Regions from separate parts of the Oryctolagus cuniculus genome. Here region 2 is linked to region 1. Evidence: chromatin contacts called from public Hi-C data. All regions are on one chromosome and are shown on one strand. Each heading gives the region's core, a stretch centred on a gene start, on an enhancer-like site or on the middle of the called end of the contact. The rest is flanking DNA. Distances are from core to core; before and after follow the strand shown.

Region 1 (5,529 bases), core at 1,216-3,715:
CTGCCTTTATCACAAGGATGAGGGAATGGGGAGACTTCCAGTACCGAAGAAGCAATTCAGCAGGAAGGACGAGGCATTCGGGCCATCAGGGTGCGAGCCGCTGCCTCCAGAAGCCATCCCAACCTCCACTCTGTCCGTCAGGGCGCACCGTGTGGAGTTAATGAGGTTTCTGCAATTTCAAAAGCTATTGCTTTTACACACCTGTTCCTGAACCAACAAATCACTAAACCATTCTAAGGGCCAGGATTAAGTTTTCCAGTTCGTTGACAGAGACGAGAGTCCCAAATCACCAATCCGGGTGTAACTGTTCATTTCCCCTACTTTTCCACTTGCCCTTCAGTGGGCCACAAAGGAGTTCTCCGACTGTCATTTTTCTAACTACCTATCACACTTCAGGGGTGTCTGAAGACTTCACCAAGGCAGACCACTCAAAGCCCCCAGCAGCCCAAGCCCACCAGGATGAGAGAAGCTGGCCTCCGGGCAGCGGGCACCACACAGGTGCTTCCTAATCACCTGTATGAATGAAAGTGGCAAAGCCAAGAATGTGAAACGCCAGGGATGCTTTATTTCTTTGCTTCTCTCTGCATGCAAGGCAGAAAGCTTTGCCAAGTCTCACAGGCACAACAGGCTCCGTGAGTGGCCAAGGCACACTTTACCGGGAAGCAAAGTTCTTCAAAATCATTCCACCGCAAGGCCGCGATGGTTTTCAAGGACAGAACTAGTCCCATCATCGGCGGCGAGCGTTCCACCACTGCAGGCTGTTCCGGGCTCTCAGGTACACACACACCGTTTAACAAGCGGGCTACAAGTACAGGGTCGGCACGGGTGCAGGTGAGGCCACTTCAGCACATGGGAAATCTGTTTCCATTTCTGTCTCTCTAGGGAAAGCAAATCCATGAACTGACCAACACCCAAGTGAGACACCAGCCTCCTCCTAAGGCCATTAGCTGGGAGTGAATGAATGAACGAATGAACAAGGCAATGAAACCTCAACGTGGGCAGTAGGAGTCTGATTTCAGGGCTAAAGTCTGTCCACCTACCGTTGGGGCCATTTGTCCTGTTCCAGGGAGTTATTCCCTTGTTCCAACCGAACCCGCGGTCCACCTCCGTTAAACTCAGGATTTCCTGGGCTTGTGGGGTTGAGGGTTACAGGGCTCCGGAAAAGATACCGCCGCTTTCCAAGCCGATCGGCCAGAGAAACACTGCAAACCGGCCAGTGCACGAGTCCGGCTCCGGCTCTCGCCAGAGGCGCACAGCGGCAAGACGGCGCCGTCTCGGCTTCTCTGGGCGCTCAATTTCCTCCTGAACACCGGTGGCCGTCCGGCGTGGTCGGCTCGGGACGGGGTTCCAGGGTGGTGGTGGGGGAGGGCGGCTAGCGCAGTCCCCACCGCCTACTCCCCTGGCCCTCGGAGCCTGTCCACAATACCCCCCACTCAAAAAAAAAAAAAGTGGATCCGCAGTAATCGGGGGGGTCGCAGCCGGGAAAAGCAAGAGCAGGAGGCCACGTCCGGCCCGCGTGGAGGGGTCAGGGCCGAGTAAGCCAGCGCAACTAGGGGGAAAAGTCCACGGGTGGCCGCAACCGGCCTGGCTCAGCGCAGGGGCACAGCGGCCCCTGCCTTCCACCAGCCCAGGGGTTTGATTTGGCGCGGGGAGTGCCTGCGCCCCCGCACCTAGACATAAACGGCAGAGAAACGCGGCACACGCACACGGAGTGACCAGGAGCGAGGGGGCGAGCATGTGCAGCCGCTGCTATCGCTAGGCTGAAAAGAAACTTGGACTCTTCTCTCCTCCTATGCATGACACGTTAGAAAGGCGGCCGCCTCTCCCTTCTCTCCTCCCCACCCCTTTGTGTCTCCCAACACCCCCACCCCTAAACTTCCTACTAGAGGGCATGGGGCTCCCGAAGGCAGGACAGGACTCAGATGATGTAGGGTAGATGGAGGGAGACGCCCACCGGGCGGGTGAGCCCAGAGAGGGCGAGCGGGTCCCTCTAGCCAGAGCCCCGGGCGCGCAGAGGCGCCGGCTGTGCCCCGGCTCCGGGCACTGGGCTGGAGGCCCGGGACGGGGGCGGGTGGCCCAGGCGGAGGTCGCGGCAGAGGATCGCAGGAGCAGCGGGGGAGCCTGGGGTGGCCCGCAGCGAGGCAGGGGGCGCGTTGGCGCCAGGAGGGACGCGCGCGGGGACCCGGGTGGGCACCGGGGCCAGAGCGCAGCAGGGCGCGCCACTCACCTTCCTGCCGGCGCCGCCGCCTGCGCCCCCGGCCAGCGCCGAGCCGCCCCCGGAGTACATGTAGTAGGCGATGCCCAGCACCCACAGGAAGGCGAAACAGAGCAGCATCCGCGAGCGCCGCCGCATTCTCCCAACTCGGCCGCCGGCCGCGGCCGCCGCTGCTCGCTAGTGCTGGCTGGGCCGGCCGCGGGCGCTGTGGGGGCCGGGGGAGGAGCGGAGGAAGGGGAAGGGCGTGGCGGCGGCTCCTCCTCCGGCGCGGCAGCTGCTCGGCGGCGGCGGCGGCGCGCACTCGGCGCCCGAGCTCCGCCCCGGGCCGGCAGCGCCGCGCGGCGCCCGAGCAGGAAGCGCCGGCCTCGAAGGCGGCGAGGGGGGTCAGAGAGCAAAGGGCGACCAATCGGCGGCGGCGGCGGGGGCCCGGGTGCGGGCCGGAGGAGGGGACTGCCGCGTCTCCATGGCTGCAGCACGCCGGGATCCGCCGGGAGGGCCTCCGCCGGGAGCGCCGGGCGCCGCCCCGCCCCGCTGCGTGCCCGCGCCGCTGCCCCCCGTGAGTGACAGGTGGCTGTCCCCAGACGGGGCGGGGAGGGGGGAGCGCACACGTGCACACGGGCGTGGACGCTGTCGGTCACCGCAGCGCTGCCGGCGTCCGCGCCGCCTGTGCCAGACCCTGAGCGGACGCGCTGTTATCCGCAGACAGACCTGAGTTTTAGACAGACCCTCGCTCCTAGACGCGATTCTGCCGCTTGCTGCAGTTCTGTTACTAATCTTGCAGCAAAACGCCCCTGATCCCCAGGTGGCAGAGTATTTATTTAGGCAGAGGTGGGGCCTTGAGGTGAAAACTGAGAAGGTAATTTTCAAAGGACCCTTTCTCTGGGGATGAACAGAGCTCTTAGTGGCGAGGTGGTGGTGGCTTTACGTAAGCATGAAATCAAGCAGGAGGAAAGCAATATCCATTTTTTAAATCTTTCCTTTTTCATTGGTGGCTTTCGTAAAAGAAGAACGAAGTCAGCACACCAAGCGTGGTGCAGGATGTAAGAAAACAGATCTGTCTTGCAATACAATCTGTGTAACCTTGGCCATGCCCTTGCCACAGGCAAAGTTTCCAGTGCCCCTAAGTGCTTGATTAAAAAAAAAAAAAAAAAAAAAAAAAAGTCCAGGGAGTCAAAAGGGAATCCACCCAGATCCCCTGCAAAGCAAAAACACAAACAGCTTCCCGCGTTCCTGGGGTTAAGACTGTCATAAAAACCGAACTTCAAATGACTTAAGTAGAAGAAAGAAAAGACATCAACTCCAACAGAGTCCCAGGGGAGAGAAAAAGCTTCCCTTTTGGGGAAAAGTCAGGTCATCAGAAAAAAGGCGATGCCCTTCAGAGACCTGGCAGTGAAGGGAAAGAAGGAAGTCAGCGGGAAAATTAAAGATGCAGAAATACAGACAGCCAGCCCCACCCGGAGTCACCGCCAGTGGTTATTAGAAACTGCAGTCAGGAGTGGGCGTTTGGCATAACTGTGAAGTCCCAGCAGCCCACATCAGAGTGTCATTCCCAGCTCCTGAGCTCCTAGTTCCCGTTTCCTGCTAATGTGCACCCTGCCAGGCAGCAGGGATGGCCCAAGTACTTGGGTCCTTGCCACCCACAGGGGCACCCAGGTCGAGGTCTGTGCTCCTGGCTTTGGCCTGGCCCAGTCCCACCATGGAGGCCACTCGGGGAGTGAATCGGCAGTTGGAAGCGCGCTCTCCCTCTCTCTCTCACACGCGCATACACACACACAAACACACACTGCCTTTCAAATAAAATGAAAATAAACATTTTTAATTAAAAACAAAGAACGCTTCGGTACACAGATAGAAGAGAATATTCTTTTTTGTTGTTGTTTAAAAAGATGTATTTATTGTTTGAAAGAGTTAAACAGAGAGAAGGTGAGACAGAGAGAAAGGTCTTCCATGCCCTGGTTCATTCCCCAGTTGGCTGCAATGGTGGGAGCTGTGCTGATCGGAAGCCAGGAACTTCTGCCAGGTCCCCCACATGGTGTAGCCCAAGGACTTGGACCATCTTCCACTGCTTGCCCAGGCCATAGCAGAGAGATGGGCTGGAAGTGGAGCAGCTGGGTCTCATATGGGATGCTGGAACTGCAGGCGGCGTCTTTACCCGCTTTGCCATAGCACCGGCCCCAGAGAATACTATTAAACTAGGAACATTGCCTCGAAATGCCTAGTAACAAACACCAGATTAACTGCATACAAAGTTACTGTAAAAAGAAACCAGAAAATAAGATTTCTGATCAGAGAAAAGCAAAGCATAACAATTCAGCTGATGAAACTCCCCCACTCCAACAAAAATTATGAAGCAGAAGAAGATGGTCATCCCACATCTCAAACTGAACCAAGTGTCGTGGGTTTGGATATAGACACATAACACACACAACAGCTACAATCGGAAATTTGTAAACGGGCTGGCATTGTGGCACAGCAGATTAAGCTGCCTCCTGCAGTGCTGGCATCCCATAAGAGTGCCACTTTGAGTCCTGGCTGCTCCACTTCCAATCCAGCTCTCTGCTATGGCCTGAAAAAGCAGTAGAAGATGCCCAAGACCTTGGGCCCCTGCACCTGCGTGGGAGGCCCAAAAGAAATTCCTGGCTCCTGGCTTTGGATTGGCTCAGCTCCAGCTGTTGTGGCCAATTGGGGAGTGAGCCAGCAGATGGAAAACCTCTCTCTCTCTCTCTCCCTCTCCTCTCTGACCTTCAAATAAATGAATAAATACATCTTTAAAAAAAAAAAAAACCTATAATCCCAGAAAATGGTCCAGGAATAAGAAAAATTTCACATCCATAAACAAAAGTGTCTTTTATGTACCCTGGAAAACTTGGTCTGAAAAATCAACTCCAAAATTTACCTTAGCCTAAATCTATATGCAAAATATATGAAACTTGTATCACTTTAATAAAATCCTAAAAAAAAAAAAAAAGCTAATTTTCTGTTAAAAAAAACTTACCTTAGTAAAATCATTAGATTTTTAAAAAGATGAAATCAGTCACAGAGGTAAAAGTCTGGGGGCTGGCACTGTGGCATATTAGGTGAAGCTGCTACCTGGGTGCCAGCATCCCATGTGGGCGTTTGTTCAAGACCCAGCTGCTTCACTTTGTTTTTGTTTTTGGACAGGCAGAGTGGACAGTGAGAGAGAGAGAGAGAGAGACAGAGAGAAAGGTCTTCCTTTTCCATTGGTTCACCCCTCAGTGGCCGGCGCACCATGCTGATCCGAAGCCAGGAGCCAGGTGCTTGTCCTGGTCTTCCACACAGATGCAGGGCCCAGG
Region 2 (5,529 bases), core at 1,899-4,398, 97 kb before region 1:
AACTTTTTAAGAGCAGACTTAGCTTCTTGCTGAAGACCAGGACCTCCCACAGTCATGCATTTTCACTATAAACTGACACAGGACTAGGAGGAACCGGGACTACTTGCTGTTTCTAATGCTTGGGGCAGGTGTTTTACCAGGGCAGCTCAGAGGAATCATCTTTGGACCTTCTCACAAGTGGAGGAATAACTGGCTGATATACTGGGTCACTATTTAAACTTTCACTTTAAAAATAGGGTGGTGAACCCTTAACAAACTGACAGATGTCATTTAAATTTTAAAATATTTTTATTTACTTTAAAACTGGAGAGATACAATGAGAGAGGGAGAAAACACATGTCTACTGATTCCCACATCTTCCCTCCGCCCCAAACACCAGCAACAGTTGGGACTGGGAATAACACACCCACAGCAAGCCCCCAAAACCTTTCCTGGGCTAAGAACCAAAGAGACACGAAAGGTCTAAGAATCACTACGTGGGTAGAGCAGAGAGCGAGGAAACAAGGAAGGCCGAGCTTCCTGGATTTCCCAAGGCCTAGTCATGCCCCAGCCAGCTTACTCCTAAGCTCAGGGGATGGGGCCCAGGACTGGGGGTTTTCTAGGGGTTTCCGGGCAGAGCCACTGGCTGCATCCTTGCACACACAGGTTCCCATTCATCACTCCAGCCTGGCTCTGAAAACTGTGCAGGTAGCTGAAATGGGAGGAGGGTATATTTCCACTGTGGGTTGGTTCACAGTAGAAGAGTGCTCTGCACATAGGAATACGTCCTTGCTCACAAGTGAAAAAAAAAGCTGCATTAATGATAAAGGTCGCGGCTTCATTTATTTTACTGCATGCTCTCAAAGAAAAGCAGGCTGGTGAGAAACAACAGGAGGCGGCTGGAAATTTGGGAGCTGTCACCCGCACTGACGTCACGAACGACCATGGCACGGCCGCTAGTCCCTCCAGCACGGCGCTTTCCTAACATGCAGCGGGCCTGCAGGACCATCCCGCACGCTCAGCCCGGACGCGCTCAGTCCGCTGCCTTAACCTGGCTGAAGTCTTTCCACTTGGACCCCTATGGACGCGTCCAGAGGAGAGGGCCATCAGTGAACCAGCCTGTAGCACCTGATACAGGACAAGGAGAGGTTTGCAAATACCAGGTCGGCATGGCCAATCAGCGTTGCTCTCTCTCCACCGGCTCGGGCAATTGTGATGGTCTCTTTGAGCCTCAGTTTTCCAATGTGGAACACAGAAATTTAAAAGGCAACCCTATTCTAGTCCCTGAAATACCACAGCTGACAGGCGTTTCTTGAATTGTGAGGCAGGACACAAGTCAGATGCTAAGTCCTGCCCCTGGGAACATTAAACCTGACTTCTTCCAGTTGCCTCCCCTAGAAACCAGCAAGGTCACGCACATGAACCTGTCAGCAACTCAGCAGTGAGATGCAGGGACGTCACAGCAGGAAAAGAACATGAGAGGCAGCCTCAGGGAGTCTGAGCCAAGTGGGAAGCTGAGCTAACAACACTGTTACTGGTTCTTTAGTTAGAACAAATGAATCCTACTAAGGCAAGATTTTAGTAAGAAGAAACTGGGTGTGGCATTTCTGAATTCCTGAATGTTGTATAAATCAAACTGTTCTAGAAAAAAATTAAAATTAAAAAATTAGAAGTAGAAATTGTACTTATGTACATGGAAGTTCATCATATGAATAAAACACACCTGGGCCAATGTCTGCCAACTTTAAGTCTTTCTAGGGTGCCTGTCCACTTCCTTATTTATTTATTTATTTATTTATGTGAAAGAGTTACACAGAGAGAAGAGAGGCAGACAGAGAGAGAGAGAGAGAGAGAGAGAGGTTTTCCATCTGCTGGTTCACTCCTCAATTGGCTGCAACGGCCAGAGCTGCACTGATCCGAAGCCGGGAGCCAGGAGCTTCCTCCAGTCTCACACGCGGGTGCAGGGGCCTAAGGACTCAGGCCATCTTTTACTGCTTTCCCAAGCCACAGCAGAGAGCTGGATCAGAAGTGGAGCAGCCAGGTCTCGAACCAGCACCCATATGGGATGCTGGCGCTTCAGGCCAGAGCATTAACCAGCTGCGCCACAGCGCAGGCCCCAGTCTGGCCACTACTAATGACAATTTTAACCCTCTGTATTCCCTCTCCCTTCAAGGGAGTGAAGGTGTAAGTCTCCTGTTAAAACCGATCTGCTGGAACCCATCTGCTAGGGCCGGCGCTGTGGCACAGCGGTACAGCGGGTTAAAACCCTGGCCTGCAGTGCTGGCATCCCATATGGGCACCAGTTCTAGTCCCAGCTGCTCCACTTCCAATCCAGCTCCCTACTAATGCACCTGGGAAAGCAGCGAAGGATGGCCCAAGTCCGTAGGCCCCTGTACCTACATGGGAGATCCAGAAGAAGATGCTAGCTTTGGACTGGCCCAGCTCCAGCCATTGCAGCCATTTGGTGAGTGAAGCAGCAGATGGAAGATTTCTGTCTGTCTCTCCCTCTCTCTGTCTAACTCTTTCAAATAAATAAATCTTAAAATAATAAACATATAAATAAGAAAATAAGGAGTTGGAATTGTGGCACAGCGAGTTAAAGCCCTGGCCTGCAGTACTGGCATCCCATATGGTCATTGGTTCTAGTCCCGGCTGCTACATTTCCAATTCAGCTCTCTGCTATGGCCTGGGAAAGCAGTAGAAGATGGCCCAAGTCCTTGGGCCCCTGCACCCATGTGGGAGACCCAGAAGAAGCTCTTGGCTCCTGGCTTCAGATCAGCTCAGTTCTGGCTGTTGTGGCCAATTGGGGAGTGAACCATTGGATGGAAGACTGTGGAAGAGAGACAGTGGAAGAGAGTCTCTCTCTCTCTCTCTCTCTCTCTCTCCCTCTACCTCTCTGTAACTCTTTCAAATGAATAAAATAAATTTTAAAAAATTAAAAGAAAATAAAAAATAAAACCAGTCTGCAGTGAGTGATGGGCTCTGCTCCAGGAGACGCAAAGGGCGATCCTAACGAGTGGCCTATTTCATGCCACAGCCATCTTCTCACGAGCAGCCCACTCCTCCTGAGCTCTCCCGCTCACAGCAGAAGCCCCAACGGAGAAGTAGCCCAGAGCAAGGGGAGCACGAGGCGAGCGTTTCTTTCTTCCTGGTTGTAATCAGAGTCTGTGAAGAAAGCCAGCTCTTGGCACCTGTTCCTGAGGGCAAGCGCAGCGGGATGACACGTATGTAACGAGAGCCCAGGAGCTGGCGGGCTCCTGCCAGTCCAGCAGCCCTGGACGGCCTGCTTCTGCACCCTGTCTCCCCCCCCCCCTTCTTCCAGTAAACAGGGGGCTTGAGAAAGCCTTCCACGACTACAGCCCCACTTCTCCTGGGTTCCTCCACTGGCAGTGAAAGCCAATTCTCTTCCTTTGGAGAAATGATGGTTTTCATCAAATTTGACCAGAACATGTCTTTTTATTTTTTAAAAAAAGGGCACTTTAGTAAATATTTCCCCCATGACTTAGATAAAAATCAGCTGCATTTTGAAATAATTCCCAGAAGACAAGTGGCAGAAGGATTACGCAGGCACCGCGATTCCCCGGCTCATCGCCAGGGAAGTCCACATCCAGGCTGCCCCACCCCCACCACTCAAATCACCTCCACGTGTGTCCATTCCCCCCAGCAAAGCTTCGTCCAGAATTTCTGAGGTCTCGTAGAACCACACTGCAGTGCTACCCCCTCACCAGAAGATGGTGCCCTCTCACCCCCAACTCTCCCTGTTAAGTCATCCCCACTGAGAGCCCAGCTTCCACGGTTCAGGTTCCCTTTCTTGGTCCAGCTCTGGAACCAATGAATCAAAACTGGCTCCAGATCTTCTATCTGTTTGGAACAGCATTTCGAAAGATTAAGTCTCAGAATGACATAATGGGAGCCCCAGGGGAGCGAGGGGGTGGGAACTGAATGGAAAATTTGTATTGAAGCATCTTCTCCCGCCAGTCCCTCCACCAAATAGGCCACCACAAATTGATACAGAGGTAGAAATTCCTGGTAGTAGGGCCCAGGTACAGCTGACCCAGGTTTGAATGCCATGGACTGCTGTTTTGAAAGCACTAGGCTGACGCTACTGTTTTCTCTGTAGCTTCTCACGTCTCCCCAGCAGACTGGATACAGCAGCTTCTCCCTGAAGTCGGGGCAAGCGTAGCTCGGACGCAGATTCGCTTCTCTCTGGGAACCATGAGAGTCAGATCTGGATGTGGAGAGGGGGAGGGACGCAGGGGTGTCAGGCGGCGGAGGGGACAGAACAGTGGGCGGGGCTAGCTCCCTGGGATCCCCCAACCCCGCCCTGGGGGCTCCGCAGGGCTGAAGACAAGGAAGCAGGTGGATGTCCTGAGAACTAACAAATCCTGCCGCGGTTGGGCGGTAGAGTGACATCGCCCATGTGGGTGTTTTGGAAAGACAGCTGACATGGCCGGAAGCCCAGAAACGCCACGTGCAAGGCCCAGCCCACGGTGCGTGTGCTCCCTGCAGCCAGCAGCGTCTCGGTGACACTGCGGGCAAGAAGCCTCAGAGAGGCTGCACAGTGAGCAGCAGCACGTGGGAACTGTGCACCTGCTTTTATGAATGTAAAATGTACGTGTTCTCATTGATGACCTCTTCCTGTGGGGGTCAGTAGCTACTAGCTGTGTGGTGTTACCCCAATAACTTCTAAGAGTGTCCTAAATCTTTTTCTCGTGGGCCACAAATTCTAATACGAAGAATCCATGCAACAGAACACCACCCTGCCTTCTTAGCTTATATTATAGCCAAGGAATCACGTGGGAAAGATGATTCCCAAATTCCACTCCAACTTGATCCCGAACCGCCATCTTTCCATGGCTCCAAGCAGAGGGTTCGTGTTATTCCCTAGTGTGAGTGGCGGATGACAGGGTTCTGCAGAAACCGCCAGCCCTAGTGGGCACGCCCCAGTGCTTCCCAGGGCTGATGGTTACTGCAGGGGCCTCCTTCCCTTGAGTCCTGCCCCAGGGCCGGATGGACAGTGCCCAGCAGGGAGAAGCTGTAGGAGCCCCTACCTCTGGCACACTTCTTTACAAGTCCATTCTCAGCCTTCGGCACTGCCACGCTATTTGGTATCATAATATGGGCTGCAGACGCCTCACTGTCGAATTTAAAAGCTAAAGGATGCAGTGTAGGGGCTGGCATCGTGGTGCAATGGGTTAAGCTGCTGCTGTTGGGACTCCAGTATCACCTTTTAGAATGCCTGGGAAGGCATCAGATGATGGCCTGAGTAATTAGGCCCCTGCCACCCAAATGGGAGACTGTGGATAATGTTCCTGGCTCCTGACTTCAGCCTGGTCCGGCCCCAGCTGTTGTGGCCATTTAGGGAATGAGGCAGCAAATGGAAGAGCTCTCTTTCTGTCTGTCCCTTTCTCTCTGTTGTTCTGCCTTTCAAATAAATAAACAAATCTTTAAAGAATATGGTGTAGATTAGTTCAATCTTACGGAAAAAACTCTGGCATACCAGATCAAGAACCGGAATGACACATGAAACCTTTAAGCCAAGAAATCCCA

What was found. Hi-C and Micro-C count contacts between places; a contact is called where the count stands out from the background.
Region 2: a Hi-C map of psoas muscle shows a contact between it and region 1, with 3 times the contacts expected there. The contact joins the enhancer-like site here to the promoter of GALNT2 in region 1. A contact is called at or near these places in 3 of 6 Hi-C or Micro-C datasets (ear pinna, psoas muscle and an unstated tissue).

What each region holds. Positions count from the first base shown.
Region 1 is chr13:49,740,553-49,746,081 of mOryCun1.1, reverse strand. GALNT2 (polypeptide N-acetylgalactosaminyltransferase 2) reads right to left here and starts at 2,465. Exons shown (of 16, transcript XM_002717390.5): 1 at 2,228-2,465. The coding sequence starts at 2,353.
Region 2 is chr13:49,838,025-49,843,553 of mOryCun1.1, reverse strand. The region is part of intron 1 of GALNT2 (polypeptide N-acetylgalactosaminyltransferase 2); the gene reads right to left. Among named protein-coding and RNA genes, the nearest start is that of GALNT2, 97 kb to the right of the region's middle. Within about 2 kb of position 3,148, at least 2 of the 8 cell types and tissues checked have an H3K27ac peak or open chromatin away from gene starts, as enhancers often do.